Linked DNA regions of Danio rerio: all the other regions are linked to region 2. Evidence: chromatin contacts called from public Hi-C data. All regions are on one chromosome and are shown on one strand. Each heading gives the region's core, a stretch centred on a gene start, on an enhancer-like site or on the middle of the called end of the contact. The rest is flanking DNA. Distances are from core to core; before and after follow the strand shown.

Region 1 (4,422 bases), core at 1,726-4,225, 200 kb after region 2:
CATCATGGCAAAGATAAAATAAATCAGTTATTAGAAATGAGTTATTAAAACTATCATGTTTAGAAATGTGAAAAAACATCATTTGGGAAAATGATGATTGGGGTCTGGTGGGGCTAATAATTCTGACCTCAACTGTATGTGTATGAGTGTATGGGTCGCAGCATGCAACCCTTGATGGAGTTCCCAAAATCACCTGATTTCTGGACCGTGTTCAACAGTTTAAGTGCAAAAAGGAAATTTATGTTGCGGCTCTTTTCTCCAAAACAAGGACAAAATATGTTTGCAGTTAACATTAACAAGGTCAAATTTATTTAAAATAAACAAGATTTATCCTGTAAACCTAGCTTGTATTGTTGTGTTACTTTTGACCCAGGTGTGAGCTACTTTCCTTCCTGCTGACGAGTCAAAAGTAACAATGTGTAACATTTGATTAAAGTGAAATTACATTGAAACTGTTCTACATTGATACAAAATAACAGCTTTCGTCCCCGCTCTCCTCTATTGATTTTCAACATTCTTTCATTTTTTTTTTTAATTTGCAAGAAACAAATCAAAAAAAAAAAAAAAAAAAAAAAAGATGTTTTCAAAACGTGCATGCACAGAATTAACTTGTTTGGGTGTACTATCCCTTTAAGGACACAGACTCATTCAAGGTGTGTGACTCCCCCTGTTGGGGATCTTCAGCACTGACGTCTACATGCTAGTTTACACTAAAAATGAATATTCTGCCATTGCTTACTCGCCCTTAAAAAAAAAATAATGTTCTCACACTTGTCATTGCAAACCCATAAGAAGATTGTGTGTGTTAAGCAAACATGCCTCACCTTCCCCGATTAAATGGTTTCTGCGAACATTGCTAGCCTAGCTGATCAATGTTTATGTGAACAGAAGCCCAAATTAAATCTGTTCGTCATCGTAACTGGAAGCCCTCGTAGAGTTAGAAAGTGTTTGAATGATTAAAATGGGAATTGCATTTCCTTCAGTGGTAACTGTTATGGTCCCTATACGGATAATTTGCTGCCTTCTAATGGTGGCGAGTTAAAACTACAAAATCCTACTGGCATATGTCCCAAAACACACTAGAAACAATTTAAATGTGCACTTTTTAATGGTTAACAGTTGATGTATTGTAATGTTTTTGAAGTGTTTAGTTTGTGTTTCATCAGGTATGAAGTGATTGCCTCTTTAGAAGACTTAATAAAGACATTCAATATGTAGAAAAAAATAATAAATTATGCATCAGAATATTGATGAACATACTTTTGAGAAACATAAATCTCTCACATTTGACTAAAAAATACTTTGTGTTTTGATGATGAGTAAAAGTCTTATAGGTTTGGGATGTCATCAGAGAGATTTCAAAGGGGGTGAGTTAACACTTTAATCGAGCCAGTTATTGAATATTGCTCACTTTTGAACTATGATGAAAGTAAGCAACTAAAAAGGCAACACCGATTAAGGACTATGGAAACCCAGCAAATATTATTTCTGATTAAAGTAATTAGGTTAATTATCACTACACAAATGCCCACTATTCCTAGAGATAAGCTAAGCTTTATTTTATTTTGGGCACTTACAATTGAGTAATACAAAGCAACCGATTATCATAGTTTATGTTTCAAATTCATGTAAAAAATTAATTAAAAAATCCAAATAGCATAAAATGTATTGAAATGTAATTGATCTGAATACATTTAATGCCATTTTTGAACATGATACGTTTTTATATAGATATATCCATATACAGTGCTCAGCATAATTGAGTACATTTTGAAAATGAATATTTTTATCCAATACTCAGTGAATATAGGCAATGTATTTTGGTGCATTTAAACAATACAGATTTAGTAAACAGATATATTTATTAAAATAATATTTTAGTCACCAGACAGATTTAGAAACTGAAAGATAATATAATTAAATTCAATTAAAATATTGCAAAATACAAAAAATAAATAAATACAAACTGCAAAATTTCTTCTATTTTTTCTTTATTTTTCCTATTTTTTTGTATTTGATATTGAATATTTTTCTATAACATAAATGTGGGTGCACTAAGTCTGAGGGTAATTTTTAGCATAGAAAAACATTTATTTATTTATTAAACGAGCCCATTCTAATGTACAGGGAGAACATATTTATTATATTGATATATTGACTGATTATATTGATTTGATTATTTAATGTTTAAATTTGATTAGTTAGAAAAGCAAACAAAACATAGCCTATTGTTGTGTAAAAAAATATGTATATTCCCGAAAAAATCACAACCATAAGACAAAATTATTTAACAGCGTCAAGTTATTTAAAAAATGATTATATAATTAATGAACTTCTTTATCTTAGCTCAGGGAACTGCCAGCTACGCTCTTCCAAGTGTTTGCTTTTTAATACACATCGAGTTTGTACAGGGCTGGGTAAAACAGCATTTTTTTTATTGTGCACCTTTGTCATGGAATAATTTGCAAAAAATTATTTCTTAAAACAAAACAAAATTAAATGGGAATTTAAAGACATTACAAAGAGAGCGGTATTGGAAGCATGTAATTGTTTTTGTTGAGAGGACAGATGAAATGTTGTTATGTGGTATTTATAAATCGTTTTACTGCATGGCTGTTGCCTTGGACAGGTTTCTCTTATGCAAAAGAGATTTTAAATCTCAATGAGACTTCTTGGTTAAATAATGGTAAAATAAAAAATAAATAAGAATACACAGTTAAATAACAATTAAATACCAAACTCTTACTTTAACCATGAGCTTCACATCGTCCTATAAATCAACTATTCATTGTATTAAAGCTTATTGGCCAGATCCGCGACCCCTACCACTTTTCACCCAATCACCATCCAAACCGGTGAGAGACTGCGGTTTTCACATGCGCGTGCACGGTGCATGACGTGTCTGCGGGTATATATGTGACGGCTCAGCCCGCCCCTTCTCTCCCGAAACCCCCGGCTGTTAGTGCTGTGTGAGTGCGTGTGTGCTCCGGAGCTTGCCTCGGCACACATTATATAAAAAATAAAAAAATACAAAAAAATTAAAAAACTTTTAAAAACTCCAAAAAATCCTTTTTTTCTTTTTTTTTATAAATATAAATCGGTGAAGTGGGAACCGGAGGCCTTGAAACATCGCAACAGCCCAGAAAGAAAAAAAAATAACGACATTCTGTGAGCTCGCGAAGGCCTAACGTTAGCGGTTTGCTTGATTCGTTTAATATTTCTGCGCGTTTTATTTTATTTGTCCTTAATTTTCGTCATATTAAACGACCAACCGCCTGAACCCCTCCTGCGAAGTCATCTTTTACCCGACGGATGTAAGTTTTAACAATTGGCGTTTTAAAATTAGCTTGACAGACAACTAACGTTATATTCTGACGTGGTTGAAACATAACGTACACGAAATTTAGCGAGTTCACTACTGCGACTGAGGAGAAAATGAACCCCAGCGCTCCTAGTTACCCCATGGCCTCCCTCTATGTCGGGGACCTGCACCAGGACGTGACTGAAGCCATGCTGTACGAGAAGTTCAGTCCGGCCGGTGCCATCCTCTCCATCCGCGTGTGCAGGGATATGATCACTCGCAGGTCGCTCGGTTATGCCTATGTCAACTTCCAGCAGCCTGCAGACGGTGAGTGTCATGTGTGTCGTGCCGTTTACTCCGATGACACGCGTACATCTACAGTTTCAGTTGTGTGCTTGAACATAAATCATAATGCAGTACGACTGTCTGGGTTTCACGATTTCAAGAGTTGTCCATTGATTGATTGTGAATGGGTTGAAGATGAGAATTGCATGCATATACCGCATAGTGTGTTGCATGACAGCTGATCTTGCACGCCTGTCAGTTTTAGGGCGTGGGTTGGGCGGAGAGTGTGCAGCAGAGATACATTCCCGTGAGCTGTCAAACATTTGTGAGGGAACCAGCACGATCTTCACATTGGTCAATTGATTCTGTAGCATATGATGCTTTTTGTTTCTTTGCAGGTGATCTTGTAAGTGTAGATCTCTCATATAACCTTTCAAATTAAGATCAGACGTATTTAAAATGCAATTCAAAGTTATTTAATACATTTGTTGTCCTTGTTATTCAAATACAACGTGCAGGGAGTAAGCTGTGTCTATGCAATGAATGTCTTGCTTTTGTTCTTGGGGGTTAACACTAATAATTTAGTTTAAAAAGAACTTTTATTTCTTTAGATTTTTGTTTTCAAGCATTTTTATTTGGTAAGAATAAAGTATTTTGAGGTATTAGAGTGTCTGCAGGGTCTTAATTTTCAAAAACAAAATTTTAGGCTTTAAAAAATCTTAAATTTGCATAAATATTGTGGTATAGGTCTTAAATAATTTTTAAACGGGTCTTAATTGTAAAAGTTGTCAAAGTAATGCCGACACACACACACACATACACACACACACACACAC
Region 2 (4,270 bases), core at 126-2,625:
ATATTAATGTAAGAAACTAATCCAGACTAAAACATTATTCATATCCTGAATAAAAATCTATTAAATCTAGTGATTTAGCAGGTTGGCACCTAAAGAACTGCAGAAATAACGGTGTTGTCTTGGTTACTGCAGTAAACAAAGCAGAGTGACGTCAAATCTAGCAAGATTTAATTGATTTAATAAACTAAACAGCATCCTGATATTTGCAGATTTACTTCAGGCAAACTTTAGCATACAACCACACATCGCATAATCAAAAATTCAATCAAATTTAATACCTAAAAGCATTTAAGACTTTTTAAGTGCCTTAAATTTCTCTACATTGATTTATCAACTTTTAATACTTTTTAAGACTCCGTGAACACCCTGTAATACTCAGCCAAATCAACTTTTCTGTTTGTTGTCATAGTATGGTCAAAACTGACAGTTGGAGGGGCGTGGTTAAGCATGTTAGCCCCACCCAATACCTCAGACAGATGTAATCTGAGAATTTAACTGGAAGCAAACAGGAAGGGCATTTTTTTAGCTTTTAATTAAAGCTAAGGGCAAACATTTTTTCTTAATGACATGCGCAGATGTATTGTTCACCACAAAACTAGCAGTGTGAGCTAACAAAATCAATATGGTTAGTTTTGATTTCATGTGTACTGTAAAGGTCTAATAGCCATCCATTACCTTCTGCGCTGGTGCTGAGCTGAGCAGCATCTTCAGTGGATGAAGCGTATGGGTTGTTTCCAGCCATAGGAATGAGACAGTCTGTGTGGAAATATCCCACTCTGGGCATATTTAGCGTTGAGATGAGCAGATCCACGGCGAGCTGGCCCACATTTCCAACAGATACTGCAGGCTGTGAGAATATGAGGAATAACTGTCATATGGAGCTCCGTGTATTGGGGTCTCACATTGAGACTTTTTCCTTAGCATTATATTTTCAGAAAAGTTTTTTTTTTTTTTTTTGCAAAATATAAATAGGGAAATCATATTAATAACGTTAGTAGCCAAATACTATTAAACATTGTTAATCAAACAGTGCTGTTGTTGTTTTAAAGTCATACGTGCATGCATTCCTGACCAAATTTTGAAAGTAGCATGGTAAACAATACCAGGACCGTGTCACAAGTTGTCACAGAACTGTTGTGCGAGTATAAAACCAACTGTACCTAAATGCTCAGTGTTTGATAACTGCAGCTTACAGAAACCCGCATGTGTCATGATGATGAAGCTCAAATACTTACCAGTATCAAAGTAAAGCCTTTAAAAGAAGGAACGGCATCCCCCGATGAAATGAACATTTTAAAAACTGTTTATAACTGATTTCGCAGTGAAATGTGTACGAGTTTAAGTGGACCAGTACTGATTTTTACTTTCAATTTCCTGCGCTGTGAAAAAAGGACCTAACAATACTGCGTCATTCTCTCAGGACGCCCTGATGCCTGAGTAAAAAAAAACCTAAAGGAATTATTTGCGACGTGTAAGTTAAATATTTTTTGGAAGAAAAAAGGGCACATTTAAAGATATCTTACTCTTGATCTGACGTTAATATATCTTAATTTTGCCGTTATAATAATCTTTGCGATAAAAAAAAACATTTTAACATGTCAAAATAAAAGTCTTTAAACTAATTATAACAAAACGTCTATGCTCTTTGATTATATTAATTGCGATGATAGTGTTGATATATATATATATATATATATATATATATATATATATATATATATATATATATATAATTGTTAAATGTAAATTGATAAATTAATGTAAACATTGTTTCAATAAGTGAATCTGATGTGAAAGACTTTACTTTTGATTTTATTTTCAACTCGATATCATTAGTCTAAATAATACAGCTATACTAAAATTATATTTTAAAACGTACAACTTACTGTAGTTTATCGGTTGTTTACATGGATGATCAAAAGATGGCGCTAGACGCTAAAAATCTCACCGGCCTCTTGCTTGTGAGAGTTGCACCTCTTGCGTTCAGAGCCGCTTTTTTTCCTTCATATTCGACAAGGAATTGGAAATTTAGCATTTTGCTCAAAATGGACATGATACTCTCTCTCTCATTTACTGCAGCTTTGTCAGTTGTTCATCTATATATTAATCTGTCGTTCCAGTACAGCCAAATGCAGCTCTATTGGATTAGAAACTGGTGACTGTGGAGGCCGTTTGAGGATAAAATAATCACTGTCATGTTCAAGAAACACAGACTGAGATGATTTGAGCTTTGTAAGTAAGCTATCAAACAATGGGAACACTGTGGTAATAAATTGAAAAAAAAATTACTTGTGAGCAACAGAAGTAGGCTTAAATTATGCCTTAGTTGGGACCCAAGAATGTAAAAATAAAATATAAAAAACAAGACCAGCAGCCTGAACAATTGATATTAACAAGACAAGATGGATCCTTGTAGGGCTGCATGATATTAGAAAAATCTGACATTGCGATATTTTGTTTTTATACAATATATATTGTGATATGAATATAATTTCACCAGATGGATTGAATAGCTCTATTTTGAAGGAAATCATTCAGATTTTTTTTTTTGGGGGTGTGAACATTGTATAAAAAATAAACAAATTGAAAGCAAATAAAGACAATAAAGCAAAGCAAAAACCAGAGAGTCAAACAGTATTCAGGTACAGAAAATGGATGATGGAAAGTAAAATAATACTTTAGTCTTTGTTGTATTAATAATTCAGTAAACTCATTCTTCATTTCTCTTCATCAGTTACAAATGAGCTTTTTCTGTGCCCTAATGCAATCTTGAAATATCTTTAAAACACATGTTGTTCACACAAGAAAATATAAATGTACTCACCCCAAGTAGTTCAAAACCTTAATGATTTTCTTTCGTCTGCTGAACACTAATGAATATATTTTAAAGAAATCCGAAAACCTGTAACCTGTTGACTTTATTTGTAGAAAAAACAACTACCATGGTTGAGAGGTTCACAATCCATTGTGTTCAACCAAAGAAAGAAACCCAAATAGGTTTGGTCAAACTGAAGGGTGAATGAATGATGACAGAACTTAAAATTAACGCTTTAATGTTGAATAGTTCAATTACTGAACTTTTTTCCAATCTTCTGTCCATTTAGGAAGCCTGTGTGGATTGTCACTTCGGCTTCCACTTCTTAGGTGACAGGAGCAAGGTATTATAGATAATTATTCTAAAACAAATGTGTGAAAACTCCATTTCAGTAAACTTGAGATAAATCAGGGTGAATATGGTAATCAAACGCAATAAAGATACGGCGATGTGTATTTTTTCCAGGATTATTCAGAAATATGGTGTTTCACAGATATCAATAAGAAATCATTTCTGTCATCAGTTTCAGGCTTTCATAAAGTATTTAGTGCACTTGTAAAATATAATAGCTACTAGGCAAAACACTAACAACGTCAACACTTCACCAACACTTACAACATCTTATTCTTTGAATGCACTTTTAATACTAACAGGAGCCAATCTGTGGATTCAGTATTGAATATGTTCATGTGTATATACTACAGTAACCATGCAGCCACCTTGATGTCAAAAAACAACATAAAAAATGCAAATCGATTTGATGTCAAAATCTTGACGTTCATTTGACATCCAAACATTGATGCTTTTTTGACCACAAATAATGGCACAAAAAGTATTATAAAATAAGAGAAGTTTTGTTCATCCAAAAGCTTAAAGGGCACCTATGATGAAAATCCTCTTTTGTAAGCTGTTTGGACAGAACTTTGTGTGCGTTTAATGTGTCCACAGTCATATTGGGGTGATATAAAGACAATAAGTCTCTTTTTTTATTTCCTAACGTTAAAATCGGATCCAAATCCTTTTCATTTTGAGGTCCACCGCAACGTGACGTAGCAGTGCAGTTTCCCCACTCACCAATTTGATTGACAGCCTCATATTACCATGTCTCTGTAATCATCATCATTATTATTTTCATCCGCTTATCTGGGGCCGTGTTGCAAGGGCAGCAGTCTTAGGAGAAAACCTCAGACTTCCCTCTCCCTAGACACTTCTTCCAGCTCTTCCGGGGGGATCCCGAGGCGTTCCCAGGTCAACCAAGAGACATAGTTCCTCCAGCGTGTCCTGGATCATCCCTGAGGCCTCCTCCTGGTGGGACATGCCTGGAACACGTCCCTAGGTTGGCGTCCTGGAGGCATCCGAAACAGATGCCCGAGCCACCTCAGCTGACTTCTCTCAGTGTGGAGGAGCAGCGGCTCTATTTCGAGCTCCTCCCGGGTGACTGAGCTCCTCCCCCTG
Region 3 (4,253 bases), core at 1,489-3,988, 140 kb after region 2:
AGCTACCTCTTGAATAAATCTCGGCATAAAAAAGAACCTGAGATTGAATCCCACTTGTTTAGACGGGGTTTATGACCGATACTTTAGCTAGCCACCAGGGGGTGCTCAAATGTTTCAGCTTTACTTTTCAAGATGTGCTACGAACACTTAAATGAACACTCCCCTTTTTTGGAAATAAATATAAATATAAATAAATATATTTTACAAGCCCCCCTAAAGTTGAAACCGTTTTGATGGATCAAAAGCTGTGTCTATCTGAAAACTGCCCCCATTATCCCATACTGTACTTGAAACTGCCAACATTATTCTATTTAATGCGCAATACTGGACCATTTTTTATACACTACATTTTGTTATACTGTACCATTTTGTTGACAAACTTAATGTGCAGCTTTTTACCCACAATCCACATTGAATTTGACTGCACATCCAGACTACGTTGAATTAAAAAGGGCCTGTCCCTACGCCCAAATACCTTTACACCCTATGGAGCAGGGTACAACCCCAGGAGCGGATTGGCCATCTGGCAATTCTGGCAAATGCCAGATGGACCGGACCATTTTTCAAATGTGGTCCGGTCAGTTTTTTATTTTTTGAATGAATTTTTTTATGTATCTTTTTTACATGCAGGCAGCTTTTATCTCTTCCAAGATGTGAATATGATGATGATGATGATAATACTACTAATAATGATAATAAATATTAAGCATTTGGCCCAATCGGTAATGGCCAGCTGGTTTCTAGATGGGCCGACCCAGTCCGACCTAATCGGTAGGTCGAAAAAGCAAAAAAAGGGGGCATTGCGGTGGCGCAGTATTGCCTTACAGCAAGAAGGACGCTGGTTTGAGCCTCGGCTGGGCCAGGTGGTGTTTCTGTGTGGAGTTTGCATGTTCTCCACATGTTGATGTGGGGTTTCTCTGCGTGCTCTGGTTTCTCCTACAGTCCAAAGACATGCGCTATAAGGGAATTGGGTAAGCTAAAATTTCCCAAAACATATGCTGGATAAGTTGGCGGTTCATTTCGCTGTGGTGACCCCTGATTTTTAAAGGGACTAAGCCGAAAAAAAATGAATGAATGTATAAATTTGTTATAAATGTGTTGTTTTTGTTCCACTCGCATACATTAAATGTTTAAATATCTATTAAATATGGTACTGCTTATATTATTTCAACATTTGCACACCAATATAAGTAGTGATTGTGCATGCCCGTGAGTGGGGCTGTGTCGGTGTGGTAATGTGGGCTGGTGTGGCTACAGTGCCAGAGCTGAATTTTGGTCCCAGTCCACCCCTGGTCAACCCACACAGTCCTAGAAGGCCGGTGTCATGCAGATTTTAGCTTCAACCCAAACCAATCACACCTGAACAAGCTAAGAGTTGCAGACTGTACAAGTTGTAGCAATGTAGTTGACAATGTGGGAAGCGTAAAACATGAATCAATCAAATCATCAAACATAATCACAAACAAGAGACGTTTGTCTACAAAGAATTTGTATTAATTATTATTTAAGACAAAAACTATTTAACAGAAATGTTCATTCATTCATTCATTTTCTTTTCGGCTTAGTCTTATCCGGTCTGACTTATCTAAAAACTGGAAACTGGAGCACAAAGGAAACCCACACTATCATGAGAAGAACATAGAGATGCCAACTGGCCAAGCCAAGGCTCGAACCAGCGACCTTCTTGTTGTGATGCTACCCACTGCACCACAGTGATGCCTTAACAGAAATGTATAATATTTAATGTTTAATTGCTGGTAAATGAAACAAGCAAATAATTTAGCTATAATGTACTTTTAAAAACTTTCTAAAATAATTTATGATTAATATTACTTCTGCTATTGGTTTTAAATTCCAGTTTTGATGATGTACAACGAGTATGTTTTTATGTCACATTTAGTTTCCAAGTGTGTTGCAAACCAAGCTTATCACTGTCCTTACTAGAGGCTGAATTTTATCGACGACCTATAGAGTTAGAGACCCGATTAAGACATACGCTATGCATACTTGAAACATCCAGGCAGGTGTGTTGAGGCAAGTTGGACACTGACCCTCCGGGTCCATGTTTGGTGATCCCAACTTTGAAGTGACAGTTTTGAACGGATTAGGGCATAGAGACGAGCCTTAAGTGTCCATCAGTTTAAATACCCTTCAAAATCCTTCATTTTGGAGGGCCCTTTAAAGTGGCCAGTTTTCAGCACTTCAGTTTGGAACTGCATTTCAATATGGCGGCCATGATTGTTTTCACTACTAAGTGCCCGTTGGAGAATGAGCAGCAGTAGACACTCATAGCAACATTGAAGCAGCATTTCTATAAAGAATAAGCAATGATAAAGCAAATGAACAACAAATGTAACAGTAATTGTGCTGCCCAAAAGAACCAACAGGAAACATTTACTTCTAATTTGGTTCCACAAAAATGGTCAAACGGGAAAGTAACAGTAAACCACAAGGGAATGTTGGTGGATCAAACTATTTTGGCTTGTTTCCTATTTCCTTATTTTTTTTTTCTTCAGTTTAACTTGATAAAGTTTGTTGTTAACATGCCTTGAAATGTGCTAAAAAATAATTGAAAGCTAGAACGAGATTGTAATATGTATGCTTAAAAGTATGTGTCGCTTACGCTTTTTTATTCCTCGCCAATCTTTTCCGTGATATCCCTAAGGTTGGATAGATTATTCCATCTGTTAACAAAATAAACTAGGCTTACAGTAAAGTCCCTTTTCAGCAAGCATAGATATGTTAGGCAAGTAGGTTATGCTTTGTACTTGTGCAGAGCGCATGTCGCTCTCTAGCGCTCGGTGTTGATGTGGTCATCGCAGGAACTACATGTGAATCGATCTGGGAAGAGCACAGCTGTCACAAGCGTGCGGGACTACATATTACAAGCTCGTAGCTGCTTACGGATCTCATCTGTTCGCCAGGTATGACCATAATATTTAGGTGATAATATAAAATAACAGATAGTCGTGCGATAATAACACATATCAAAGTGGTTTAAGTGTAAATTCGCGCGTCTAAGGACCTGCTGGTTTTGTTAGTGTTTAGCATGCTAACGTTAGCTGGCTAACCATATGGTCTTAACTAACGTTAATCTCAGTATCTTCGCGCACTACCCTACAGGAACTCTTTATGTATCCGATGATTTATATCAGACATGGTTTATAAGCCTCTGTGCGTTGTTTTAAATTCTAAATTATCGAAGTATATCGATGTGTAGTTTGCAATAGTGCTAACAGAGAAGCTAATGGGCTATCCAGCATTGACAGCTAAGTTAGCCCAAAAAAGCTAATATTGAAAGGTAAGGCTCGACAAATTCATCATACAATTCACAATTTTTAAAATGTTAAATAATATAATGCCTGTTAATTGTTTATTTCATTTTATTACATGATTATAAATCTCACCGAGTCTTTTATTCACTGTATTCGGTTATCACTATATAAAGCAACAACATCAGCTGTCTGCCTGTGTTATTATTTTAAACCAAGCCAAAGCAAAACATAATGTACACTGTGCGTGTGTGTGTGTTAGTAAAATAGTATATACTGTAAATGCTGCATGCCATGCTGGTGGACCTTTATCAAACAATATTTTTATTAGCACTATAAATGATGTGGAATTTGGGTTGCTGCAAGATAGCATGCGCACAAACACAGATAAATTGATGTTGTTTATCAGTTGTTGCTTGTTTGTTCTGTACAGCAGGGTATGTAAATCCACTGACTTGTGACTCATGTGTGTTGTTGACGTCAGTTTGTCATCAATCCAACAGAATGGCTCGTGGACATCAAAAAATCCAGTCTCAGCAGAAAAACGCCAAGAAGCAGGCGGAGATCAAGAAATCCAAAGGCCACGACCAGAAGACCGCAGCGAAAGCGGCACTGGTGTTCACATGTGCTGTCTGCAGGGTCAGTGGCAATTATAGCTGGTTATTTTTACCACAACGTATCATCCAGGAGGTTCCTTACAACTGTGTTTTGGTGCCAACTTTTTTAAGCTTATTGGAGTAAATGCTTTATAGACATTTATTTATCAAAACTAAAAGGAAGAACCCATGTTAGCACTGTATATGTCGAGGAGATAATGCTGATTTTTGGTAAGGGTGTGTGTGAGATGAATGTTGGGAAACTTTGTTCTCGTGCTAGAACTTGTTTCTGACAATGAAAGTTATTCAGTGATGGTAACAAATCAGGCTTGTCGGCACACCTTCCACCAATTACAGTAACTTAGAGTCATGCATAAGCATTTAA

What was found. Hi-C and Micro-C count contacts between places; a contact is called where the count stands out from the background.
Region 1: a contact with region 2 is called in a Hi-C map of hematopoietic stem cells, with 3 times the contacts expected there. The contact joins the promoter of pabpc1b here to the promoter of psmg2 in region 2. A contact is called at or near these places in 3 of 18 Hi-C or Micro-C datasets (caudal fin, hematopoietic stem cells and an unstated tissue) and 2 of 4 datasets of contacts at active chromatin or transcription factors (caudal fin and embryo).
Region 3: a Hi-C map of hematopoietic stem cells shows a contact between it and region 2, with 5 times the contacts expected there. The contact joins the promoter of znf706 here to the promoter of psmg2 in region 2. A contact is called at or near these places in 5 of 18 Hi-C or Micro-C datasets (caudal fin, embryo, hematopoietic stem cells and 1 more) and 3 of 4 datasets of contacts at active chromatin or transcription factors (caudal fin, embryo and gastrula embryo).

Annotation. Positions count from the first base shown.
Region 1 is chr19:13,248,751-13,253,172 of GRCz12tu, reverse strand. It overlaps pabpc1b (poly A binding protein, cytoplasmic 1 b), which reads left to right and starts at 2,975. Exons shown (of 15, transcript NM_200882.1): 1 at 2,975-3,628. The coding sequence starts at 3,436.
Region 2 is chr19:13,451,880-13,456,149 of GRCz12tu, reverse strand. psmg2 (proteasome (prosome, macropain) assembly chaperone 2) reads right to left here and starts at 1,375. Exons shown (of 7, transcript NM_213032.1): 1 at 1,236-1,375; 2 at 676-847. The coding sequence starts at 1,292.
Region 3 is chr19:13,316,042-13,320,294 of GRCz12tu, reverse strand. znf706 (zinc finger protein 706) reads left to right here and starts at 2,738. Exons shown (of 3, transcript NM_205612.3): 1 at 2,738-2,924; 2 at 3,776-3,911. The coding sequence starts at 3,777.